Regions from separate parts of the Mus musculus genome. Here all the other regions are linked to region 1. A link is a contact called in public Hi-C and HiChIP or PLAC-seq data. All regions are on one chromosome and are shown on one strand. Each heading gives the region's core, a stretch centred on a gene start, on an enhancer-like site or on the middle of the called end of the contact. The rest is flanking DNA. Distances are from core to core; before and after follow the strand shown.

Region 1 (2,700 bases), core at 41-2,540:
AGTCAGTCATCTATCCCTCCAGCCCCGCTTCAGGGCAAAAGATAGAGAGCCAGGAACCAGTTCTGGATCTAAGTGAATTATGGGTATTTCATGCCAACTCACCAAGTTCTCATTGACTATGCCATCACTCGCTGCAAAGAAAGCCAGAACGTGAGATATAAAATGTCTCTCATCGGGTTTCAGAGCTTCCCAGTGCTGAATATCCTTGGAAAGGTCCACCTGAAGTTTAGAAGTTCACGATTAGCAGGTCTGTAGGTCTCTCTCTCTTTCTCTCTCTCATACACACACACTTTAAAACTGAAGTCCCCCAAACCATCTCATTACCGAATTCTTCACATCCATTATTCCCTTTGTTTCAGGGAACACCCAATATCTCAGTGAGCTACCATTCCCAAGGGCAAAAAGTTGTGACGGCCATGCGGGAGCCTTCTGACACACAGCAAGTCCTGAACGATTACCTCCTCGGCAGTCCAAAAGGAGGCCTCGGCTTTCTTGTACATCTGCCAGATATCATGGTACTCGATGGGAAAGACAACGAAGCGGCGGGGGTTTTCTCTCAGTAACGGCTCATCCTCAACGCTGGGGTTAGTAGGCGCTTTACTTTCCTGTTGGATGAGAGAGAGTGCCAAGTGAACCAACCCCCAAATGCCAACCGAACCGCAGGAAACTGCTAGCCAGTGTCTCATCAGATCGAGTACTTTCAACGATTGGTAATCTCGTGTGCTTAGCTGTCACGCTGCACTCTACTATTACCATAGGCCGACCCGAGTAGGACATTCTGAGGAGACACTTTGGCGGGAAAGAAGAGTCAAATAATTCAGCTGGGACAATGCAGATTTAGCGCCAACGAGCGGGCGCCCTCTACTGGGAGCCTAAGCGACCCACCTCAGCCCCACACGGGCCACTCACCAGCTCGGCGGAGTCCTGGAAGATTCTCCTCGCAGCTTTGCTGGCCAGGACGCGGGTGCTGCTGAGAGTCGGGGGCTGTAGGGGGACACGCGTGGTGAATGGCGGTAGGCACCCTCCACCCTCCCGGGTCCGGGAACCCACGACCTGCCAGTGCACATCCAACCCAGCCGGCACCTGGGCCGCCCTCACCGTGTTCTCCTTGTCAGCCAGGGTGAGTCGCTTCAGCGGCGACAACTGCAGCTGCTGCTGGTCAGCGATGGTGGCGAGCGGGGTGCGGACGGAGAGCATGGCGAACGAGGGCAGCGGCGGAGACGGCGAGGAGCAGGCGAAAACAGCTGGAATCCGGTGCACCGCCGACTGCCAGCGCCCGCGCCCTTTAAAGAGCCACCCAACCGCGCGCTCCGAGGGGGCGTGGCCTCGCCTCCCATTGGACGCCGCTGACCCCGCTCGCCGCCCAGCGCGGGAGATTTGAGTTGCGCCGCAGGCCTTCCGCACAAAGACCTTTAAGGAGCCTGCGCCGGCCGGGTGCGCGGGCGCTCGCGGGGCCGGAACCGGTTAGGATTGCGAGAGCCTTGGGGATTGAGCGCGCAGGGGGTCGCCGGGCGGGCGTTGCCGCTGAGGTTGGTGCCAAGGGTGGAGTGACGCTGCTGGCCTCTGGGACACGTCGCCTTGACTGTCTTCATGTCCCAAGTAGAGGGGTGCGGGGGACCCTGGTTTCTTAAAGAGATTCGGGGTCCCGAGCAATCGCACCGGCCTTGTGGGATTAAGGGGGTCCTCAAACTAGGGTTCCCTAAAAAGCTGTCTTCAAACTCATGAAGGGGTACGGATGCAGCCTTGGGTTCCTTTTCTACCCTGCCCCTCCTGTCAGACCCCTGTCCCCTCTGTCCCAATTAGTTTAAAAGCTGCCAGACGATTACAAATTCCAGGAAGCTCACAGGATGGTGACGAGTCATACATTCATTTTACGACTCTGGGCGTCCAGTAGTCTAAAGACGAATCTGCAAATTCCTGTGGTGAGGGTGGAGACAAGAACTCAAGTTTCCATCTTTCTGATTTGCCCTACGGGGTCCAAGATACCAGAGATAAAGCGCTGAGATGGGACACTGAGATCCCGGGGAAAAACGTGGAACCTGGGAAGGCTCCACTGACTCTCCCAGGTCAAATATTTTAAAAGAGGACGAGGGGAGGCTCCCCTCTGCTTGTGTCCTAAGTTCTCTCACTGTAGATGCTGTAAAAAATCTCTGAACACCATGTGGCAGCTCAAAGTTAAAGCAGGCGGCATCCACCGCTGCACAATTTATTGATGCTGGGGACAAAACCCAGGACTTCTTCCATGCTAAGCTAACTGGGCCATATCGATAAATATTTTAAATCACCTCTAGCAAAATTGTCAGTTCTTTTTTTTAACATATAATTTCTAATTCACATTCCATTCCTCCGTTATCCGAGGGGTTTGCCTTTGGCTCCTCTAGCTCCTGGTGTACTCAGTACAAATGAGGTCTGGCTACTAAAATAACACTCGACCACTGAGGGAAGGAGAAGGTCGCCGCCATTCTCTTCTCCCTGCTCACAACCTCCTCCAAACGCCTCTTCCTCCCGCCAAGCAGGCTGAGCTTAGTGGGCAGCCCCGCCTAGGTTCCCCTGTACCGGGACCTGTCAGGAGCTGAGCGCTTTTGCTTCTGGCGCGGTTTTTAACCTCTGCTCTGTGATTGGTTGGTTCAACTTCAAGATTCCCAGCCCCACCGGCCCGCGCGCGCTGCGGTCACTCAAGGGCAAGTCCGCTTTCAGGTG
Region 2 (2,700 bases), core at 64-2,563, 150 kb before region 1:
GTTTCCAGGGTGGTCACCACAGACCCTCCCAAGTAAGGTTCCCCGAGAAGGCTAAAGGCATAGAGCTGCCGCCCTCCGCACCCGGCAGACTTCTAACAGTGCCGTCTGCTGCAGCACGGAGGTGAAAGGCACAGATGGAAGCCCATCTGCATCCCAGACTACAGACTCACACCCAGAGGCACCAATGCCAAGGTGAGCTTTAAACCATCCTGCACAGCTGATGAGAAGCGCCATAATTAAGTAGTCAAAACCAGTAATTATCAACCACAGAAAACAAGCTCTGTTTTAAGATGCAATTCGAGAAAACCTGTACCAATAAAAGTTAAAGTGGTCAAGTTTGCAAACATTTTGCTTTGGTAGAGATCACCCTCCACATACAACCTCATGTTCCTAGGAAAAAGCAGTCCTTCTAAGACAGTGGCTCTCAACCTTCCTAAGGCTATGGGCTTCTAATACAGTTCCTCATGTCCTGGCAACCCCCAGCCATAAAATTATTCCCATCGCTAATTTCATAACTGTAATTTTGCTACTGTTATGAACCATATGCAGGATATCTGATATGTGAGAATTGCTGTTCTAAAAGATGCTACTGCTGGGATCCACACAGTAGGAGTGTCACATGTAAGTACCATCCATTATATCACAGTTGGTCCACAAGTACCTAATGTACCCCACTCGGGACATCTATGGGGCCATAAGCACAGACCCTTGCTCCAGCTCTCTGACAGAGCTACCTCTGGCCGGATATTGTCTCTCCACCATGGGCTTCACTATATGTGAGCAGGGACTCCTATCTGTGCTTGTGGAATCTGAGATCTGCAAAGAAAATAAAAACAAGCCCTAAATGTGAACTAGAACTTGATGCTGATGGGGCCTTGGTGGGAAAACTGGTACTATTTCAATGGGTTCTGAAGATGTGAGGGAAGAACACGCTGATTCCCTCAGTCACCTTGGTGAGGCAGAGGAGGCCCCCCTCCCTGAGGCTAAGCATTGCTAAGTGCTACTGAGAGTGTTGGGCCTTTGCTGTCCACACCCTGCAAGGTTTTTCCCTCTTCAATGACCAGAGACAAGGATGAGTTCTTTGACATTTGAGAGATAGCTGGCACTCTTCTCTTGTGCTCAGATGACTTGAGAACTGTCAATTAAACAAGCTACTTGGTGAACGACTAGCCAGACTGTCATGGCAACCCAGCTGCTTTGAACACTTCATATGACCTGAGGACATTCTACTCCAGCTGCAACTACCGCGGCATGTGATTCCTGCTTCCGGAGGCGTGGCTCCAGTCACAGCTGCGCTGGCAGCTTGCACCAGCCCTGACAGAATTTGGCTTCAGCCATAATAAACCTTGGGAACCTATCACTCTTACCTGCTCGAGTCATCCAGGTCAGGACAACTTGTGATTGGTGCATATCTGGAGTCTGATCTTAAAGGCTGTGACTGGAAAAACTAGAAGCCACGCCCCTATCTAGCAAGTAACAGTCTCTGGGAGGCTTCCCTCCTGTATACTTTTCATCCACCCATCCATCTCCCCTTCCTACCCTCCACCACCACCCACCCCACCAGCCCTGAGCTGCGGCATTAGACACGCAAGTCTATGGTGGGTGGTGACATCCGCCTTTAATCCCATCACTAAGAAGGCAGAAGCAGGCAGATATCTGTGCATTCAAGGCCAGCCTGATCTAAGTAGCTAGTTTTAGGACAGCCAAAAACACATCATGTCCCAATCAATGGATAGATAAAACAAGTCCCTTAAGTGGCCTCTTACTTGCCTAGCTTTGGTCTTCAGCACAAAAAGCAGACAAAACTGTGGGGTTCCCAGACCCAGGTGACAGCTGGTATTTACGGCAGTTGAATCCACAGAAGGGGGCTTAAAGGGGGGCTAAGAACCAAGGAAATAAGCCATGTAAAGGTCCATTCCACTTTTGTGAGAGGAGAGGGTCTGGAAATCTGCTGTACGACCATGAATATGTATCTCAAGTCTGACCTGTCTGTGCGCACATTTGTGACTGAGACTACAAAGAAAGCAAGATGACAGTCCCACTATTTCAAAAGCCACTTGCCCTAGAATCAAAGGGATGGAAGCCTAAGGCTCACCTTCAGCCTGAGTGTGGGAGTGGCTTCCATTACCATCTCAAAACACACCACACACCTCAGTTGTAGTTTTCTCTTGAAAAATAGTGAACTAAAAACCAACTCCCCAGAAAGGGAGAGTGCACCAGTACATAGAGTAAGGTGAGTCAGCAGGAAGGACACGAAGTCCTCTAATGCTAACTTAAAATTCTATTTTCTAAACAGTAGAATGTCAGCGTCTATGGCAAGCCAAAGTTATCAGTGGTTAGAGTTTTGCGTAGCAGCCAAGTGTTTTCTTAATTTCTATTGTGGAGTCAATTAATCTTATAGTCTCCCATCTTCATTACCAAGATGTGAGCTATCAAGACAGACAGCTGCTGGGTATGGTGGCGCACGCCTTTAAGCCCAGCACTTGGGAGGCAGAGGCAGGCAGATCTCTGAGTTCAAGGCCAGTCAGGTCTACAGAGGTAGTTCCAGGACAGCTAACAGTCCCAGGGTCAGAGAAAGGGAGAGCAAATGGAGCCTAAGGAGTCAGAAAGAGGAGCGAGGGCCATTTCCAACCTGCAAAGCTACGTCACAATGTAGCTTGTTCAGAGGGCTCCCAGCTGCTCAGAGGAGAAAATGTGATA
Region 3 (2,700 bases), core at 49-2,548, 170 kb after region 1:
TTAGTGTCTATTTATAAATATACGAAAGAATCATGGCCCAAAAGGTAGGCCATTCATCAGCTGAACTGTATCTAGTGGAGACCAGTGTGGCTAGGTCCTATGATTTGGTTCCACTGACAGCTTGACTGTCGGGTGGACAGAGTGCTCCAAAGGAGATTAGGTATTCAGCCTAACTATCAGAAAACCTGAAAGATTTTTGCTAGAAGCAAATGGTGCTTCAGAATCAGCACCACTGCCCAGAACTTTAAGTGAAAAACGAACCAAGAAAGATGTAGACAAGTTATCTTCAAGTTAATTAAGTAAATAGACACAGCTTGAAGGCTGCCAGCTTGGAGCTGGAGTCACAACTTGGAAAAGAAGATGAAGGGAGGTAACGAAGCTTAATATGCACACTGTCTGCTGCCCTCAAGTCAGACACTGAAACTCTCTTGGCCTGCCTGCAAGAAAGCAACCCACTCACCACTCTCAGGATCCCACTTCATTCCTACATCTAGGTGGATTTCTTCAAACCTACTGTTCCTTGGCAGAGGCTCCTCCCTCAGAGCTAATAGAACATCTAATGGAAGGAAGCAGTTCCCATCAGATAAAGATTTAAAAAGGATTTCTAAAGCCTTTTGGGGGGGGGGAGTGTTCTTGGTTTTCTTAAGGCGTGCTAAACCTTCTGAAATAACAAAAATAGAACAAAACACAGAAGAAAAACAGTCCCCAGGAGCCCACACAAACTCCAGTGACATTATCTTCATGGCCATCTCTGAGCACAATCGCACCTTTTGTCACTGCTGGTGGAGGTACAGCTGCTGGAGAAGCCAAGACTTTGTGGGGAGAGCTAAGACATGGGAAGGGGGAGAAAATGCTTCCTTTGTTAGTGAAAAGCCATTTCCATTGAAAAGTTTCAACACACTCTAGTGGAGTGAATGCACTTTTGTGAGCAAAGGCAGAGCACACGGGGAAGGAAAGCAGCCCGTCCATTAAGTCCAAAGCAGCCAGATCTCCCTTCTCCTGGAGAAATAAAGGCCACTCCTCCACCCTATACAGATGTGACACAGGACTTCTAGAATAGCACAGATCCACTTAATTACAACTGAAGAAATCACTCAATTAATATGTTTTGTAAAAGACCACAAGGCTATAATAAATTGTTCCAGCATGCATTTTAAAACAGTGCTTGGGAAAGCATTTTAATTGAATTTCACAAATATTCCAGTGAGTTTATTTCCCTTCATGAAGCAATGCTTTAGGACAGGCGAGGACAAGCTGGAGTTTCTGTTACACAACATCAGGCTCCTGTGATAAAGCAGATTACAATACCCCGTCAGAGCTGACTTCCTGCTCGGCTATTAAAGAGGTGCAGGCCACACCCTGCCTACTGTTGTTATGAAGCTAAAATTCAGCTAAGAAGACGCTGGCGGGCTCTGGATGCACCTGTGAATATAAATTTATTACAAGACTTTTGTCCCAAGAAAACTGACAAGGAGTAACATTATCACAATAAAAGGCAAAGCACTGTAATGTATTCTTTATAGAGAAAGGATAAAATGAATTGCACATATATTATGATTCATAAAAGAGCTCACCAGCCAATTTTATACTGCTAGAATTATCTTAATGGTTACACATTTACTGTGTAGTAACAAAAGGTACTTCCTATGTTCATCGGGTCATGGTGGCGAATGCGATACATATACGGAGTACAGCCTGGGTCCACCCCAGGGAGGGGTGGAGGGGTGGGCGAGAGCTTTTCAGAAACATTTGTACAGGCAGATCTAAGCCCTGTGAGCAAATTCAAATTAGGAGCTAAGGACCAAGGAGGACTTGCCATGGCAGAAGCTGGTGACTTGGGGACAGCCTCTGGACCGCGCTGACTGTTGTTGGACCTGTATTCCAATGTCACAGCCTCATACTATAAGAAACTGAGAACTGGTGTCCAGCAGAGCAGGTGGTACCCTCTTGGGACTGACTCTGGAAGAGCTGAGTGACTACTGTTTGCAGCAGATTCATGCCTGCTGATATCAAGTGCAAAGCAAGTTTCTACTCTCTTCCCTAGGTAGTGCAGGGAGGAGAACCTTGGGCTGAGCATGCTGGGTACTAGGGTGTAGTAGGTCAGGATCAAACTAAATCACAGGTAATCCACATGAAATCACCAGTTTCATTTGGCAGGGAGGTATGGCTCTCCCAAAAGCAATATAAATGTCCCCCCAGAGACGCCCTTTTTGAGCACTGCTGGTGAGGAGAACACACTACCTGATAAGATGATTTATCTCACAATGATACTGACACGCCCAGGATTCTTACTGTTAAATACACCAGCTTATAAATGGAGGCTATATCCCAAAGGTATTTCCTAACCAAACTTAATGGAATTCTTTTTTTTAACTAAATAATACTATTTAATGGTTTAACTTCTGGTATATCACACAATGATTACATCAGAAGCAGTCTAGAAATTTCTGGTTTGTGTGGAAAAACAAAAACTTGAGCAAATCAATTTGAACTCTCCCAAAAGTAGTGTTTAAATATACTTTGTTTCATATCCATCTCTCATCATTTAATCAACCACACAACTGAGCCTGTCTATGCACACAGTTCTTGAGACTGAGTCAGCAAAACACAGTCCCAACTCACATGGGATTTATGCCCCACAGCTGGAGATGTAAGACATAGAAACAGCCTTGTACCATAAACTGCCATTGAGTCTTCTCT
Region 4 (2,700 bases), core at 103-2,602, 220 kb before region 1:
GTCGAAGAATTTGGCATAGCCTGCTGGGCAGGGCAAAGAGCCTCCCATCTGTTCTAGAGCAGGCAGGGAAGCAGTCTCCGGACTCCAAAGGAGGGGTCAGGGCCTGGATGAGACCTGCTCTATCTTCTCTGTGACAACATCACTGTCTCCGTGAAAGACAACTGGGGACGCAGGAAAGAGACTTCCACGACTCTGGTCATTGGAACAGCTTCGGTTAACACAAAGATACTCCTTTCAATGAAGGAAAATTTTAAACTTATTTTTATCTTGCACATATGAGTGTCTGTATGTGTGTATGTGTACCATGTGCATGCAGTGCCTGTAAAGACTAGAAGGGGGTGTCACGAAGTTACAGATGGTTGTGTGCCACCATGTAGATGTTAGGAATTGAACCTGGGTCCTCTGCAAAGCAGCAAGCACTCTTAGACTCTGAGACATCTCCATCCCCTGAACTAAAACATTAAAAAACAAAAGAACAAAGCAACACACACAACCCTCTATATTTTCTGATATAAAAAATGATGAGAACATTTACAATAATAATAACAATAACAATAATAATAGTAATAATAATTATTATTATTATATTATACATTTCTCTACAAAGAATGAGAGCAGAATAGAATAATTTGGTCCCAAATTCTCAACTGTAGTCGACACTACAAGAAAAGGGAGGTTTAAGATAAAGGAATACTTTTAGCACTGTCTTGCTATCTCTCAGAGATGTCTGAACTCCAATGATGCTTGTGTATTAATGCCCAAGTAACTACAAGCACCCACTTGCTACCAGGCCATGTTACCTAACAACAAAGGCAAGCTGTTATGTCCCTGCACTCAAATCCCCTTTATGCAAACAAGTGTTCTTTATCTATAAGATAAAGATGGAGATGAAACAAGCCCCACCTGCCCAACACCAAATGCACTGGGGTGAGAGCTCAGGCCAGTCTGAGTCACCATTGATTTACTTACTCTCCCGCTCAGAAACAGAACACTTAATTAACAGCCACAAAGCACCAAGCTTTGACTTCACCAGAGACACAATGAACCACACATTCTTGCTGCCACAGGACTAGAGAATGATGACCAGGTAGATATACAATCTGCAAGTGCTGCACAAGACAACAGAGAGAGGGATGGGAAACACAGATGAGAGGTAACAGCACCCCAAAGTGACATGTGAATGGAGATTCGGCTGCTCGACGGCCTGGGGTAAGGGCATTCCAGGAGGAAAGGAAGCCAAGGTCACAGCCTGGAGAAGAAAGTGTGACTGGCCTTGGAAGAGCAGCAAGGAGACTAGTGTGAGGAGGGGACAGGGCAGAGGCAGGCTTCTCAGGGCTGTGCCTTCCACCAAGAGATAAGGATGACTGGGTTTCAGTGGGAACTCTTCTCACTCAGTGAAAAGACTGAGCAAAGACCATAAGGTGCAGAAGTGGAGATAAGGGAGCAGGGGAGGTAGACAGAGGAGGTGGGCAGGGAGGTTGACAGGGGAGGTGGACAGGGGAGTGCAGGACCAAAACAAGCCACCTGCAGCGAGTCCCAGGTGTGTTCTAAAGCCAGCGGGGGTTTTGATGACAATTTGGTGTAGCTGAGGCAGGGTTTCAGACCAGATGCTACCAAGGTTCCTGACAAGGGTAAGGGACACCAGAGCAACAGGTGAGAGATCCAGGAGTCTACACTGAGTGTGTTTTATGCAAGATGCTGATTAGACAATGGATTGGAACATGGGGAACAAGCCAGCTGGCTATATGGAGCAAAATTCACAAAATGGGCCAGCAACTTGGCTCAGTGGTTAATCTGCCACCAAGTCTAATGCCCTGAGTTTGGTTCCCAGGTCCCACATGGAGGAGGAGAGAACTGACTCCTGCCATCTGTAATCTGTACTTCTCTAACGTTCATGCACATGTATGCACACACGAACATGTGCACACACACACACAAATTAACAGAACATAATTAAAAATTTCAAACCCATAAATCCTGACTGCCCTCTACCGTGGCAGTGGAAGGGGGAACTCTTTAATATTTCTCAAGGCAGGTACTGACTCTAATGTGGAAAGGATAGTGACAACCATGTGGATTAAATAAAGTAACATCGCCAGTCCCTTACACAGCACCTGAGACACAGCACAGCCCTCCAAAAGCTGAACCTCTCTCACAGTCATGCAGTCACACCGTCACCTACCAAATATGAAGACTGCTTCAGGCACAAGGTGTTGAAGGGGCACAATAACCAAATGGGAAGTGTTGTTTCTGAAGATGCTTCCTGCCAGGACCAAGAGATACACAGGTGTGCACAGACATACACACACTCACACACACACACATACACACACATACACACATGTGCTCGTACACACACACAACACACACACATATACACACAACACACATATACACACACATACACACATGTGCTCATACACACACATATACACACACATACACACATGTGCTCATACAGACACACAACACACATACACACACATACATATACACACATACACACACACAACACACATACACACACATGCTCATACACACACAAAACACACATATACACAACACACACACACAACACACATACACACACATGCTCATACACACATAAAACACACATATACACAACACACACATATACACAACACACACACATGCTCATACACACACACACCACACACACACATACACACACAACACATA

What was found. A called contact is a pair of places that touch in the nucleus more often than the background predicts. HiChIP or PLAC-seq counts read pairs in DNA pulled down with a chosen protein or histone mark.
Region 2: an H3K27ac HiChIP or PLAC-seq map of trophoblast stem cells shows a contact between it and region 1, with 2.8 times the contacts expected there. The contact joins the enhancer-like site here to the promoter of Rrm2 in region 1. A contact is called at or near these places in 5 of 39 promoter capture datasets (cranial neural crest, embryonic stem cells, hippocampal neurons and 2 more), 3 of 484 Hi-C or Micro-C datasets (macrophages, olfactory sensory neurons and ventricular fibroblasts), 4 of 115 datasets of contacts at active chromatin or transcription factors (embryonic stem cells, neural tube, stem cell-derived neural progenitor cells and 1 more) and 2 of 9 other capture datasets (adipose tissue and embryonic stem cells).
Region 3: a contact with region 1 is called in a Hi-C map of epidermal suprabasal cells, with 3 times the contacts expected there. The contact joins the enhancer-like site here to the promoter of Rrm2 in region 1. A contact is called at or near these places in 4 of 39 promoter capture datasets (the 3T3-L1 cell line, hippocampal neurons and liver), 2 of 484 Hi-C or Micro-C datasets (cerebral cortex and epidermal suprabasal cells) and 2 of 115 datasets of contacts at active chromatin or transcription factors (embryonic stem cells and memory CD8 T cells).
Region 4: an H3K4me3 HiChIP or PLAC-seq map of fetal liver shows a contact between it and region 1, with 3 times the contacts expected there. The contact joins the enhancer-like site here to the promoter of Rrm2 in region 1. A contact is called at or near these places in 7 of 39 promoter capture datasets (HPC-7-derived erythroid cells, frontonasal cranial neural crest, liver and 4 more), 4 of 15 datasets of contacts at CTCF or cohesin (the G1E-ER4 cell line, embryonic stem cells, liver and 1 more), 135 of 484 Hi-C or Micro-C datasets (the AML12 cell line, the AtT-20 cell line, B cells and 75 more), 37 of 115 datasets of contacts at active chromatin or transcription factors (the 230-238 cell line, DN3 thymocytes, the SCID.adh cell line and 22 more) and 5 of 9 other capture datasets (adipose tissue, embryonic stem cells, liver and 2 more).

The regions. Positions count from the first base shown.
Region 1 is chr12:24,706,844-24,709,543 of GRCm38.p6, reverse strand. It overlaps Rrm2 (ribonucleotide reductase M2), which reads right to left and starts at 1,290. Exons shown (of 10, transcript NM_009104.2): 1 at 1,099-1,290; 2 at 910-984; 3 at 459-605; 4 at 103-219. The coding sequence starts at 1,197.
Region 2 is chr12:24,858,079-24,860,778 of GRCm38.p6, reverse strand. The region is part of intron 1 of Mboat2 (membrane bound O-acyltransferase domain containing 2); the gene reads right to left. Among named protein-coding and RNA genes, the nearest start is that of Mboat2, 28 kb to the right of the region's middle. Within about 2 kb of position 1,313, at least 8 of the 459 cell types and tissues checked have an H3K27ac peak or open chromatin away from gene starts, as enhancers often do. A contact at or near this core is called in trophoblast stem cells, where this site is marked.
Region 3 is chr12:24,535,184-24,537,883 of GRCm38.p6, reverse strand. All of the region lies in intron 8 of Taf1b (TATA-box binding protein associated factor, RNA polymerase I, B), which reads right to left. Among named protein-coding and RNA genes, the nearest start is that of Grhl1, 36 kb to the left of the region's middle. Within about 2 kb of position 1,298, at least 42 of the 459 cell types and tissues checked have an H3K27ac peak or open chromatin away from gene starts, as enhancers often do. A contact at or near this core is called in epidermal suprabasal cells, where this site is marked.
Region 4 is chr12:24,929,588-24,932,287 of GRCm38.p6, reverse strand. All of the region lies in intron 4 of Mboat2 (membrane bound O-acyltransferase domain containing 2), which reads right to left. Among named protein-coding and RNA genes, the nearest start is that of Kidins220, 44 kb to the left of the region's middle. Within about 2 kb of position 1,352, at least 25 of the 459 cell types and tissues checked have an H3K27ac peak or open chromatin away from gene starts, as enhancers often do. A contact at or near this core is called in cerebellum, erythroblasts, fetal liver and 4 more, where this site is marked.